Regions from separate parts of the Triticum aestivum genome. Here region 2 is linked to region 1. The links are chromatin contacts, called in public Hi-C maps. All regions are on one chromosome and are shown on one strand. Each heading gives the region's core, a stretch centred on a gene start, on an enhancer-like site or on the middle of the called end of the contact. The rest is flanking DNA. Distances are from core to core; before and after follow the strand shown. Region 1 holds the start of LOC123137885 (ubiquinol oxidase 1c, mitochondrial). Region 2 holds the start of LOC123137887 (cyclin-dependent kinase F-4).

Region 1 (6,353 bases), core at 2,668-5,167:
GTCTACTGCAGCTCGGCGACGGGTGCTTCACGAGCCCCTTTTGGGCTCGGCCGGGCCTCAAGTGCTTGGTACGCTCCCCTTGTCGCGTCTGGTCGGTGACCGCCGATGGCGGTGGAGGTTGTCTCCTCCGACATGGCTGCTGTCGCTGCCGCTCCTCGTTCCCGGCTGCTCCCTCTCGTCCTCGTTGGTCTCGCTTCGATGACCATGGTGAGGCGGCGGTGATGGTGGCAAGACCGTAGTGGCGCACGTTCGTGGGTGGCTTGTCTGGTGGAGCGCGTCGGACCTTTCGGGGTTGTGGGTGTTTGGCGGATGGGAGAAATCTATGCCGGCTTGTCGGCACCGATGCGGTGACGCCCGTGGGCGCCATCGTTCCTTCCTGAAGGGCGTCGGGTCTTCCCCTTCCCCACGCCCCTCCGCATACGGGGGAAACCCTAGGACCTGTCCGGGTAGCAGCATCGCCGTTGTCGTCGTGTTCCTTCCTGAAGGTGTTGTTTGGTATGCGGAGGTTCGAGGTGCCTGGAGCGAGGTGGTACATCTCTGGTGGGCGCAACGGTTTCGGGTTATCATCGTCTTCGTCGATCCGACGTTGTTAACATTATTTTCTCTCTTATTTCTTTTTTGTTTCTTTTGGACATGCTTATGCTGTTTGCCCCTTGGACTCTTTGTTCTTCGGGCGGTTGCTATATCTATATAGCGGGGCGAAAGCCTTTTTCTCAGTCACAAACTGTAAAACTGGGATACAGGTCAGAAAAAAAAATGCATTTTAAGGGTTCATTTTAGCTACGGCCGAATAGATACTGTAAAACAAACTATAAAATTGGGATAAAGAGCTCCTTCCTCAAATCCGGTCGCTGCCGCCCCTTTCCCCAGCCGGCCGCGCCCAACCCCGTCGATCGCGCCCCATGCCCGCCAGCCGTGCCCCGCCGCTCGTCGGCCGTGCCCCGTCCCTGCCGGCCACGCCCCGTCCCCGCCGGCCACGCCCCGTCGCCTCCGCCGTCCGCGCCTTGCTCTATTGCCAGCCGCCCGGTCGAGCCGTGCCGCTTTGCCTACCGCGCCGGGAAGATTCCAGCGGCCAGGCTGAGGCCATGGGGGGCCACAGCGATGTCGACCTCGTCCAATTCGAACTAGCGGCGATCGATTGCGGCGTCTAGCGGCCTTTTCCGGCGTGCGGTAATGAATTCCGACGAGTTTAGGGCGGATTCCGGCAAACTATGCGGCGGCGTGTTTGCTCCGATGAGGTTTGAGCGGTATACGGGGCCCCTTAGATTCGGCCTTCCAACCTCCAAATATAAGGGTTTTGGATGTGCGTTTTCGGTGGCCCTTCAAAATTTTACGGGTTGGACACTTTTACAGTTTCTGTTCCGAACACTTTTTTCGACCAAAACCGTAAAACGCAAAAATTATGCGGGTTTGATCACTTATACGGGTGTACTAGAGATGCTCTAAGATGGTTGCATGCATCGCTTCGATGTAGAGGCGGGGGTAATCCTCCTTTTCTCAAAGAAAAGTGTTAGCATTTTGTGTGTCCTGTGGTTGGGTTCAGTAGCTTCTTCCTATGAAAAGATATCTTGTTTCAATATCCTGTCGAGTAAGCAGATCAGATTATTGGCTTGTGTCCTGCGGGGAAGTGCAAGTCAACGGTGGGTGCTGGTTTCTTGACTAACTAGTAAAAGAGGATCAAGCGAAAATGCAAAATTTCGAGCCTGCAACTGAAAGTGCACTTGTGAATTCTGAAGCAGAATGTCAGCACATATATCCTTTGCTTTTTTTTTTTGCGGGCACGATGGTTTGATGGGCCATTAGCCCATTATATTTTTTTTGAACATCAGTACAGACACAAGGGCTCATACACGCGCATACATTCATCCCTATGAACGCAAACACGCACGCCCTACCCATATGAGCACCTCTGAAAGACTGAGCCAGCATATCATCTTGATATTTACGAAGTCACCGTAGGCGTCTCGTCGTCGACGGGAACGTCTCCTCCCACTGTATGCACATCGCCGAAAATCCTGAAATAAATCCAGGAATAAATGCGAGCACCAGGATTTGAACCCTGATGGGCTGGGAATACCACAGTCCCGCTAACCATCCAACCATAGGTTGGTTCGCCATATATCCTTTGCTAACAGAAGCAACTTCCATTACAAGCCGAAGTGCACCACCGTTCATCGCTAGCGAACCGAATAGTTCTTCGAGAAATCTTGGAGCTCTCGTTACATACGGCCGTTTTATTTCTCAAGCACCACTACCTTACCTATCCGACACATATATTAGCAACGACTTTTGTTCTTTACTGACAATGGCAGAGTACAAGCCGGCCTGGGCATTCATTCGTCAGTGATATCCTAGCGGGGCAGGCGTCTTGTTGAGCTCCAGCCCCTGGAAATGGATGTCCTGCATGCCCAGCCCATCATCATTCATCAGAATCAAAACAGTTCAGAGTCCAGACATCACATCAGGAGAAGCTAGCAGAGCAGAGTTCAGGCATCAGAGAGATGGGCGTACCGCGGCGAAGTGGTTGACGTCGCGGTGGTGCGCCTCGTCGGCGCGCACGACGGTGACCACGTCCTTGAGCCTGGCGTCGGCGGGGAGGCGCCAGTAGTCGATGGCGATGCGCGGGGCGGGGACGTTCTCGATCCTGCCGGCCTCGAGGTCGCGGAGGAACTCGGTGTAGGAGTGGATGGCCTCCTCCTCGAGGTAGCCGACGACGCGGTGCGCAAACTTGGGGGACACGATGTAGCCCAGGAAGTAGGCGTTGAAGAAGACGCCCTGCACCGCCAGCACCAGCGCGCGCTCGTACCACTTGGGTTTGGCCACCTCCATGAAGGTCATCAGGTGCATCCGCTCGTTCTCTGCCTCCTCCAGCAGCGCCCGGATCCACCCGCCGCTCTGCTCGAACCGCCGCAGCGACCGCAGGTGGAGCAGCATCCCGCCCACCATCCCCGGCACCGCCGCCACCGTCTCCAGCATCATCGCCCGGCACCCGTACCTCCTCTGCATAGCATAGGCCCAAGTCGGCTCGCCGTGTCATGTCAGTGTCTGACGAACACATATATCTGACCACCGTACCATACCTGGAAGAAGATGTCGGTGGGCACGCGCAGCGACTTGACGGTCCAGTAGGCGATCTTGTCGAGCAGCACCTTGGGCTTGTGGTGCTTGGTGAGATCGATCGTCGTGTCCGACGTGTACGCCTCCCACGGCTGCAAAATCACACGGTCACCACGATTACGTGCACTGTCAACGACAAGAACGCATGAACTTGTAGTTGATCAGTACCCTGAAGCAAGACCACTTCCACTCGGCGCCGTCCTTGTTCACCAGCTTGGCAGGCACGATGCCCCAGTAGCTGCTCACTGGGCTCTTGCCCCCCTCCTTGGCGGCCTGCACGGCCTGGGCCTTCGCGGCCTGCATCGCCTCGGCCGTCGCGGCGGCGGTGCTCGCCACGTTGTCCTTGGACGCGGCCGCCTCCTCCCTCGCCGCCTCTGCGGCGGAGGTGGACAGCGGCCGCGCCCACACGACCACGGCGCCCCCTTCTCCTCCGGCAAGCAGGGGCCTCTGCGCAGCAGGAGTGGTCGGCCCGAAGACGCGCGGGCCCAGGTGGCGGAGGAGGACGGATCCGGCGACGCGGGAACTCATCGCCGAAGATGACGAGCCTGCTTGGTGGGCTGCCGCTCTGCTCGCGAAACTCGTGGTCGTAGGCTCGCGAACCTGCGGACGTGCCAAGCTCTGAGAGGGTGACTTGACGACGTGTCGCCGAGCCAGCGCGCGCCGCGATGGCGTGGCGCTACGAGCAGACGACGCGAGACGTGGGATGAACGGCGGCTCTGCTTGGCTGGTAGAGTATTTACGAGCTCGCAATTGACTGGTGGACAGCTTCTGCGTGCGCTCGTCCATGAGATTTGTAGTTTCGGATGTGCCCCAGCTTTTCAGGAGGCAGCAGGATTGGGTGTCAAAATCGTTGCGGCTGCTATGTGGTGGGGGGTGGCTGCTAGGACTTCCAGTGGACTCTGAACTTGGCCGTGCGTCTACGTGCCTAGAATCTTTGTGTTCCCATTTCAACTGACTAGCAAGCATGCACGTGCAATGCATGAATAACCTTACAAAGGAATTTCTCCCTTCATCATTAGTAGATAAACTTCTTTTTAAAAATAAATCCATATGAGTATATCACACATCAAAGGCAATCAACCAGGTGAGTTTCAACCGTACCCGTGTACGGCGGGAAGAAAATTCCTCGTTCATTATAGTTATGAAGCAATTTTGTCGAGAGTTTGAACAAAGCAAAAAAACTCGTATTACTCCTGCCATTATGGAAATATACACATTAAAAATTATTTTTGTATCTCCTTTTTATTTAGTGTTGTTAAGGAAAGGAAGACTGAATAAACAATTTGTACAATTGGAGTCATCATCAGCTTCAAAAAATGAAGAAATTAAAAATAGACATTAGACATTCAAGCGCCTTGGCATCTAAATTGTCTCGACACAAACATCGAGAGAAAATAGGGAGAAAAGAATGCCACCCTATCGATTATAGTAAAGCTGATGGATTTCCGGCGGAGTTCTATAAAAAGTGTTGGCATATTATTAAGGGGGATTTGCTACCATTGTTCCAAGATTTATTCTCTGGACAGGTTCAGTTATTTCACTTGAATTTTGAAACAGTAACATTGCTTCCTAAGAAAACAGAGGCTGTGAGAATTGAGCAGTTCAGGCCGATCTGTCTTCTCAATGTTAGTTTCAAAATTTTCATCAAGGTTGGGACTAATAGGCTCACGCAGATTGCGCATTCTGTGGTGCAGCATTTCCAAACTGGTTTCATGCCGGACAGAAACATCCTAGAAGGGGTTGTGGTCCTTCATGAAACGCTCCATGAAATCCACATGAAAAAACTAGATGGAGTTGTTTTTAAGGTGATTTTTGAGAAAGCGTGCGATAAAGTCAAAGGTTTGATGAGGCCTGGCGACGCCAGGTACGTTCATGCAAAAAGGGAGTGTTGGAATTAAAATGAATGACGACATAGGTCATTATTTTCAGACACATAAGGGCCTGAGACAAGGGGATCCGATGTCTCCTATTTTGTTCAACATTGTAGTTGATATGTTGGCAATTCTAATAGAAAGGGCTAAGGAGGCTGGTCAGGTGGGTGGCTTGGTGCCTCATCTAGTTGATGGAGGTGTGTCTATCCTACAGTACGCCGATGATATGATCATCTTTATGGAGCATGACTTGGCAAAAGCGAGAAATATGAAGCTGGTGTTATGTTTATTTGAACAATTGACCGGGTTAAAGATTAACTTTCACAAAAGCGAATTGTTCTGTTTTGGAGGAGCCAATGAGGAACAAGAGGCTTATAGGCAATTGTTTGGGTGCGAATTGGGGACCTTACCTTTTACGTATTTAGGTATACAATTCACCATCGTAAGCTGACAAACAGAGAATGGAAGTGTATCGAGGATCGCTTTGAAAAGAAACTGAGTTGCTGGAAGGGCAAGCTCATGTCATACGGAGGCCGATTAATTCAGGTTAATTCGGTTCTCATGAGTATGCCTATGTTTCTCTTGTCTTTCTTCGAAGTCCCAGTTGGAGTTAGGAAAAGGCTGGACTTTTATCGATCCCGATTCTTCTGGCAAAGCGATGAACTAAAAAGAAAATACAGACTCGCCAAATGGGATATTATCTGTTGACCGAAAGACCAAGGGGGTCTTGGCATTAAGAATCTTGAGGTCAAGAACATATGTCTTCTCAGCAAGTGGTTGTCGAAGTTATCTATCGAGACTGATGCCACTTGGGCGCAGATCCTCCGTAGTAAGTATCTTCACTCCAAAACTTTGTCCCAGGTGACAGCGAGGCCGACTGACTCACCTTTTTGGAAAGGGCTTATGAGAGTCAAATTAGTATTTTTTTAATAGGACAAAGTTTATTATCGGCAATGGTGCTAGCACACGATTCTGGGAGGATACTTGGCTCGGAGAGACCCCCCTTGCACTTCAATACCCATCTCTGTATCGTATTGTTCAATGATGTGATGCTTTCGTTGCAACGGTATTTCAATCCATTCCCCTTAATATTCAGTTCAGGAGGACGCTACTCGGTAATCGTTGGGAAGAGTGGCTCCATCTAGTGAGTAAACCGATGGAGGTGCAGCTGTCTCAACAGCCTGATCAATTACGCTGGAAGCTTACTAGGTCTGGATATGTTATCAATTCAAGCTCTATTCCTAGTTCCAAATATGTTTGAACAGTCAAAGTTCCTTTGAAAATTAAAGTGTTTTTGTGGTTTGTACATAAACAAGTCAGCTTAACCAAAGACAATTTAGCAAAGCGTAACTGGACAGGACCTAC
Region 2 (6,353 bases), core at 1,943-4,442, 180 kb after region 1:
TTCGCTTAGGTAGCTGGAACGTAGGGTCTCTGACAGGGAAGCTTCGGGAGCTAGTTGATGCAGCAGTGAGGAGAGGTGTTGATATCCTTTGCGTCCAAGAAACCAAATGGAGAGGACAGAAGGCGAAGGAGGTGGAGGATACCGGCTTCAAGCTGTGGTACACGGGGACGGCTGCAAACAGAAATGGCGTAGGCATCTTGATCAACAAGAGCCTCAAGTATGGAGTGGTAGACGTCAGGAGACGTGGGGACCAGATTATCCTGGTCAAGCTGGTAGCTGAGGACTTGGTTCTCAATGTTATCAGCGCATATGCCCCGCAAGTAGGCCACAATGAGAACACCAAGAGGGAGTTCTGGGAAGGCTTGGAAGACATGGTTAGGAGTGTACCGATTGGTGAGAAGCTCTTCATAGGAGGAAACCTCAATGGCCACGTGGGTACATCTAACACAGGTTTTGAAGGGGCGCATAGGGGCTTTGGCTATGGCATCAGGAATCAAGAAGGAGAAGATGTCTTAAGCTTTGCTCTAGCCTACAACATGATTGTAGCTAACACCCTCTTTAGAAAGAGAGATTCACATCTGGTGACTTTTAGTAGTGGCCAACACTCTAGCCAGATTGATTTCATCCTCTCGAGAAGAGAAGATAGGCGTGCGTGCCTAGACTGTAAGGTGATACCTGGGGAGAGTGTTGTACCCCAGCATAAGCTGGTGGTTGCTGACTTTCGCTTTCGGATTCGTGTCCAGCGGGATAAGCGTGCCAAGGTCGCTAGAACGAAGTGGTGGAAGCTCAAGGGGGAGGTAGCTCAGGTGTTCAAGAAGAGGGTATTTAAGGAGGGCCCTTGGGAGGAAGGAGGGGATGCGGACAATGTGTGGATGAAAATGGCGACTTGCATTCGTAAGGTGGCCTCGGAGGAGTTTGAAGTGTCCAGGGGAAGGAGAAGCGAAGATAAGGATACCTGGTGGTGGAATGATGATGTCCAGAAGGCGCTTAAAGAGAAGAAAGATTGCTTCAGACGCCTATACCTGGATAGGAGTGCAGACAACATAGAGAAGTACAAGATGGCGAAGAAGGCCGCAAAGCGAGCTGTTGGTGAAGCAAGGGGTCGGGCATATGAGGACCTCTACCAACGGTTAGGCACGAAGGAAGGTGAAAAAGGGACATCTATAAGATGGCTAAGATCCGGGAGAGGAAGACGAGGGATATTGGCCAAGTCAAATGCATCAAGGACGGAGCAGGCCAACTCTTGGTGAAGGACGAAGAGATTAAGTATAAATGGTGGAAGTACTTCGACAAGCTGTTCAATGGGGAGAATGAGAGTTCTACCATTGAATTGAATGACTCCTTTGATGAGACCAGCATGCATTTTGTGCGGCGCATCCAGGAGTCTGAGGTGAAGGAGGCTTTAAAAAGAATGAAAGGAGGCAAGGCGATGGGCCCTAATTGTATCCTCATTGAGGTGTGGAAAGGTCTCGGGGACATAGCGATAGTATGGCTAACCAAGCTTCTCAACCTCATTTTTCGGGCAAACAAGATGTCAAAAGAATGGAGACGGAGTATATTAATACCAATCTTCAAGAACAAGGGGGATGTTCAGAGTTGTACTAATTACCGTGGAATTAAGCCGATGAGCCATACAATGAAGCTATGGGAGAGAGTCATTGAGCATCGCTTAAGAAGAATGACAAGCGTGACCAAAAATCAGTTTGGTTTCATGCCTGGGAGGTCGACCATGGAAGCCAATTTCTTGGTACGACAACTTATGGAGAGATATAGGGAGCATAAGAAGGACTTGCATATGGTGTTCATTGACTTGGAGAAGGCCTATGATAAGATACCGCAAAATGTCATGTGGTGGGCCTTGGAGAAACACAAAGTCCCAGCAAAGTACATTACCCTCATCAAGGACATGTACAATAATGTTGTGACAAGTGTTCGAACAAGTGATGTCGACACCGATGACTTCCCGATTAAGATAGGACTGCATCAGGGGTCAGCTTTGAGCCCTTATCTTTTTGCATTGGTGATAGATGAGGTCACAAGGGGTATACAAGGAGATATCCCATGGTGTATGCTCTTTGCGGATGATGTGGTGCTAGTTGACGATAGTCGGACGGGGGTAAATAGAAAGTTAGAGTTATGGAGACAAACCTTGGAATCGAAAGGGTTTAGGCTTAGTAGAACTAAAACCGAGTACATGATGTGCGGTTTCAGTACTACTAGCTGTGAGGAGGAGGAGGTTAGCCTTGATGGCCAGGTGGTACCTCGGAAGGACACCTTTCGGTATTTAGGGTCAATATTGCAGAAGGATGGGGGTATTGATGAAGATGTGAACCATCGAATCAAAGCCGGATGGATGAAGTGGCGCCAAGCTTCTGGCATTCTCTGTGACAAGAGAGTGCCACAAAAGCTAAAAGGCAAGTTCTACAGGACGGCGGTTCGACCCGCAATGTTGTATGGCACGGAGTGTTGGCCGACTAAAAGGCGACATGTTCAACAGTTAGGTGTGGCGGAGATGCGTATGTTGAGATGGATGTGTGGCCACACGAGAAAGGATCGAGTCCGGAATGATGATATACGAGATAGAGTTGGGGTAGCACCAATTGAGGAGAAGCTTGTCCAACATCGTTTGAGATGGTTTGGGTATATTCAGCGCAGGCCTCCAGAAGCTTCAGTGCATAGCGGACGGCTAAAGCGTGCGGAGAATGTCAAGAGAGGGCGGGGTCGACCGATTTTGATATGGGAGGAGTCCGTTAAGAGAGACCTGAAGGATTGAAGTATCGACAAAGAGCTAGCTATGGCAGGGGTGCGTGGAAGCTTGCTATCCATGTGCCAAAGCCATAAGTTGGTTGCGAGATCTTATGAGTTTCACCTCTAGCCTACCCCAACTTGTTTGGGACTAAAGGCTTTGTTGTTGTTGTTGTTGTTGGCACTGACTGACATGCGGAGGAGCATCGCGTCCGTCCGTCGCCATCCCGCTGCATCCGGTAACCACCGCCGATCAACGTCGGGCGGGCCGTGGCGAGACAAGTCCACACGGTTACGATCTCCCCATCATTTCACCCCACCTCACCCCAAAGCGTCCATGGCAATCAATCGATAGGTTGTTGGTTCGGGGGCGGGTGAAAAGAGAGACAGGAATACTTTGCTTCCCCTCCGCTGGGGCAAACCCGAACGAAAAGGGTCTTCGTCAGCCGAGGAGAGAGGTTAAAAAAAGGTTAGGGAGGGGAGGCCGGCGGAGCGCGAGGGGCGACGCGGTGTGGCGCCGGGGACGGATGCTGTGGGTCACGGTTATAAAAAGTAACGGGGCGCGTCGCGGGTAGAAAGCCAGGGGAGGGTGCGGTGGGAGGCAGGCCGCGGCTCATTATCTCTCCCTTCTTTCCTCCCTCGCAACATTCCCCGCCGCCGCCCGCCGCCGCCACGGCGACACAATCACCGGCGCTGCGCCGCCCCACCGGCCTCCTCCTTTGCGCCGCGCCGCGCGGGGCTGGGCTGAGGTGGGCCGCGCCGACACGCTGCCGCTGCAGCGGCACGTGGGGAGCCACCACCACCACCACCACCCTATGCTCCTTTGCCCGCCTGGTAAGGTATGGCATCGATTCCGCTCCATTGCCCCCCGCCTTTCTCGCGTCGCGCTCCGTCTCCCTCCCTCCCCGCTTTGCTTGCTCCAGGCGATTTGCCCCGGATCTGTGTCCCAGGCGCCGGATCTGAGCGGCCACCGGGCATTCGCTCCAATGCGAATCCATGTATAGGTTTGTGCCTCGCGGTGCCGCGGTAGCTTGTTTTCAGGATTATACTGGGGTGCTTTTTTGTTTGGATTTTTCGTCCTTCCTTTTGTTGTCTGATTTAGATTTTTCTGTTTGCGCGGAAAGGTTCCTTTTTTCTCGTTAAAAGGCGCCTTTTTTCTTCCTATAGATGAGAAAAATCTATGTGTTTTTGTGCCTGCAATGTAAATTGTGATTGAGGTGGCAATACAGAAGTTTGAGAGAGAAGCTCAGAAAAATAAGGTAGCAATGCAGGCGTCTTCCCATTGGTTCCAACCCGAGGCGATATTTTGAATTCGGAGATGTTTCTATATGTATGGATTTTGCTACGATAAAACCGTTTGAGCCAGTAATGAGATAGCAACATTGTTTTCCAACTTCCATGTTTCAAGCAGTGGTATAGCTTGATCACCATGCCAATTGAGATGCCGGCTCGTTATTGCGATTGATGAATAGCATCATTGATATCGATATGGTTTGCAATGTCCAGCTCCACCAATATTATAGACTTCTACCCTGATATTAATGTATGCCTAGTATTATGTGATTTAGGTAAAAGAGTGCTATACCTGATTCTGATATTTCCCTGAGAACTATGTTTCATTTTGTGCGTTAGTGTTGGTTCTAGCAACACGTGGGCCGTAAATTACTACCCACTTAAAATGATTCAATTCAAATTTTTGCTGTGTACATACCCCCATATATCTTAGTATATTAAAATGGATGCTTTAAACTAGATTTGGAAATGTTGCTAAGTTTGTGTTGTTTTCTGATAGAGATCGTCAGTCGACTGCGTTATATATAATCCAAATGGTTCTATGCCGTATTGATGTTCATGCTTCATGTAAATGATTCTTGTTCCTTTTTTTTGAGGGTGATTCTTATTCCTTTGGCATACACTATACCATGTCATCGAGCGCAAAAAGTGTTATAATCGACCACATCATTCTGATTCAAATACATTGTATCAGATTGCACCAGCAGTGATCTTCGGAGTTTAAAGTGTTCATCAAAGACATGGGAAAAGTGGTCTTCGGGGCATATCACCTTCAATGCAAGCTATTTGTTTCAGAAGAAACTTTTGATTGGCGTGTTTTAGCTCGTGGGAACACCCAACTCTTCTCTCTGGTGAACTGCACATAGTAGTTCTATGCTCAACGACAGCAGGCTGAGGCGATCCTGAAGCGATACTCCAGTCTATGCTCCACATCTACATGTAAAATACCTGCTTTGTTTTTCCTTTCTTTTGTTCTATTGGCTAAGCTTTTATCATCTCATTTTGCATTCTCTATTTATCAGCGCATCATCTCCAGACTAACTTCTTATTGTAGTCAAATCCAGTAGTAGATGCTGATCATGTAAACTGGCCAATGATGTGCTCGTAGAATAATTAAATTCTACTATTGGGAGTTCAAACTGTTCTTTCCTGCATGTATTGGCATGTGAAAAACTAAATCAACCATATCTCTTGAAACATTCTGAATTTCTTTTCTCTTTGCTAATATATGCAGGGTCAACCATCTTTACTGCATTCAGTCTCCATCTGTCACTCCCTAGTTAGTTGCCATTTGCTTTGCTGTATACCATCTGAGGTCAAGGCTCATCCTTGCTATATTCTGGGACTCTACTATGATTGCTGTGGGATCTTTGTGAGGGGACCAAATCCAAGACAGCACAAGCTAGTGGAGGCCCACTGTTCAATTGACGGATCATACATCTGTTCGTGCGAACTGATAGACAAGATATTGGTCGCTTAGACTTTGAAACACTTCTCTGTGCTTGTTGTTGATTTTTCTTGATACCTGGTTGTCCCAAAGGAAAAGGCTTCTTGATACCTGGTTGTCCCAAAGGAAAAAGCTTCTATCACGCAACAAAATTACCGGAACAATGGATAGGTAACCCTTTTTGTAATTTTTTCTCCTCTGGATAACAGTTGTATTGAATTCCTGTTTTGGGTTTGCATTTTTCTTAGAGCGCCTTATTTTTGTAGATTCAAGTTGATTAAGGAAGTTGGTGATGGGACATTCGGGAGCGTATGGCGCGCTATAAATAAACAAAATGGTGAAGTTGTACGTATCCTATGATCACTCTTGCTATCTTTGCCTGAACTGTGAAACAATGAAGTTGACGCAATGTTTCATATTAATCTAATGTAGGTGGCTGTTAAGAAAATGAAAAGAAAATATTATTCTTTCGAGGAATGTATGAGTTTACGTGAAGTAAAGGTACTTTAGCCAGTCATGTACTCGTCGCTGATGTTCTCTAGCATGTTACTTTCGTTCAAATAACATTTCTTTCTTTATTGAAGTCTTTGCGGCGCATGAATCACCCTAACATAGTGAAGCTCAAGGAGGTCATAAGGGAAAATGATATATTATACTTCATAATGGAATACATGGTACTTAAGCACGTGATTGATAACAAAGTTTAGAACTACCCCATATCATGCTTCTGTTGAATATTGTCCATTGTTTCATTTAGGAGTGCAATCTGTACCAACTTATGAAAGACAGAGTCAAGCCTTTCGCGGAGTCAGATGTCCGTAATTGGTGCTTTCAGATTTTCCAGGCTCTTGCTTATATGCACCAGAGG

The links. Hi-C and Micro-C count contacts between places; a contact is called where the count stands out from the background.
Region 2: a contact with region 1 is called in a Hi-C map of leaf, with 2.7 times the contacts expected there. The contact joins the promoter of LOC123137887 here to the promoter of LOC123137885 in region 1. A contact is called at or near these places in 2 of 5 Hi-C or Micro-C datasets (both in leaf).

Annotation. Positions count from the first base shown.
Region 1 is chr6B:540,277,878-540,284,230 of IWGSC CS RefSeq v2.1, forward strand. LOC123137885 (ubiquinol oxidase 1c, mitochondrial) reads right to left here and starts at 3,918. Exons shown (of 4, transcript XM_044557739.1): 1 at 3,286-3,918; 2 at 3,081-3,209; 3 at 2,512-3,000; 4 at 1,696-2,400. The coding sequence starts at 3,903. The coding sequence ends at 2,341.
Region 2 is chr6B:540,461,553-540,467,905 of IWGSC CS RefSeq v2.1, forward strand. It overlaps LOC123137887 (cyclin-dependent kinase F-4), which reads left to right and starts at 3,193. Exons shown (of 15, transcript XM_044557747.1): 1 at 3,193-3,584; 2 at 4,733-4,977; 3 at 5,273-5,656; 4 at 5,752-5,830; 5 at 6,243-6,353. The coding sequence starts at 5,649.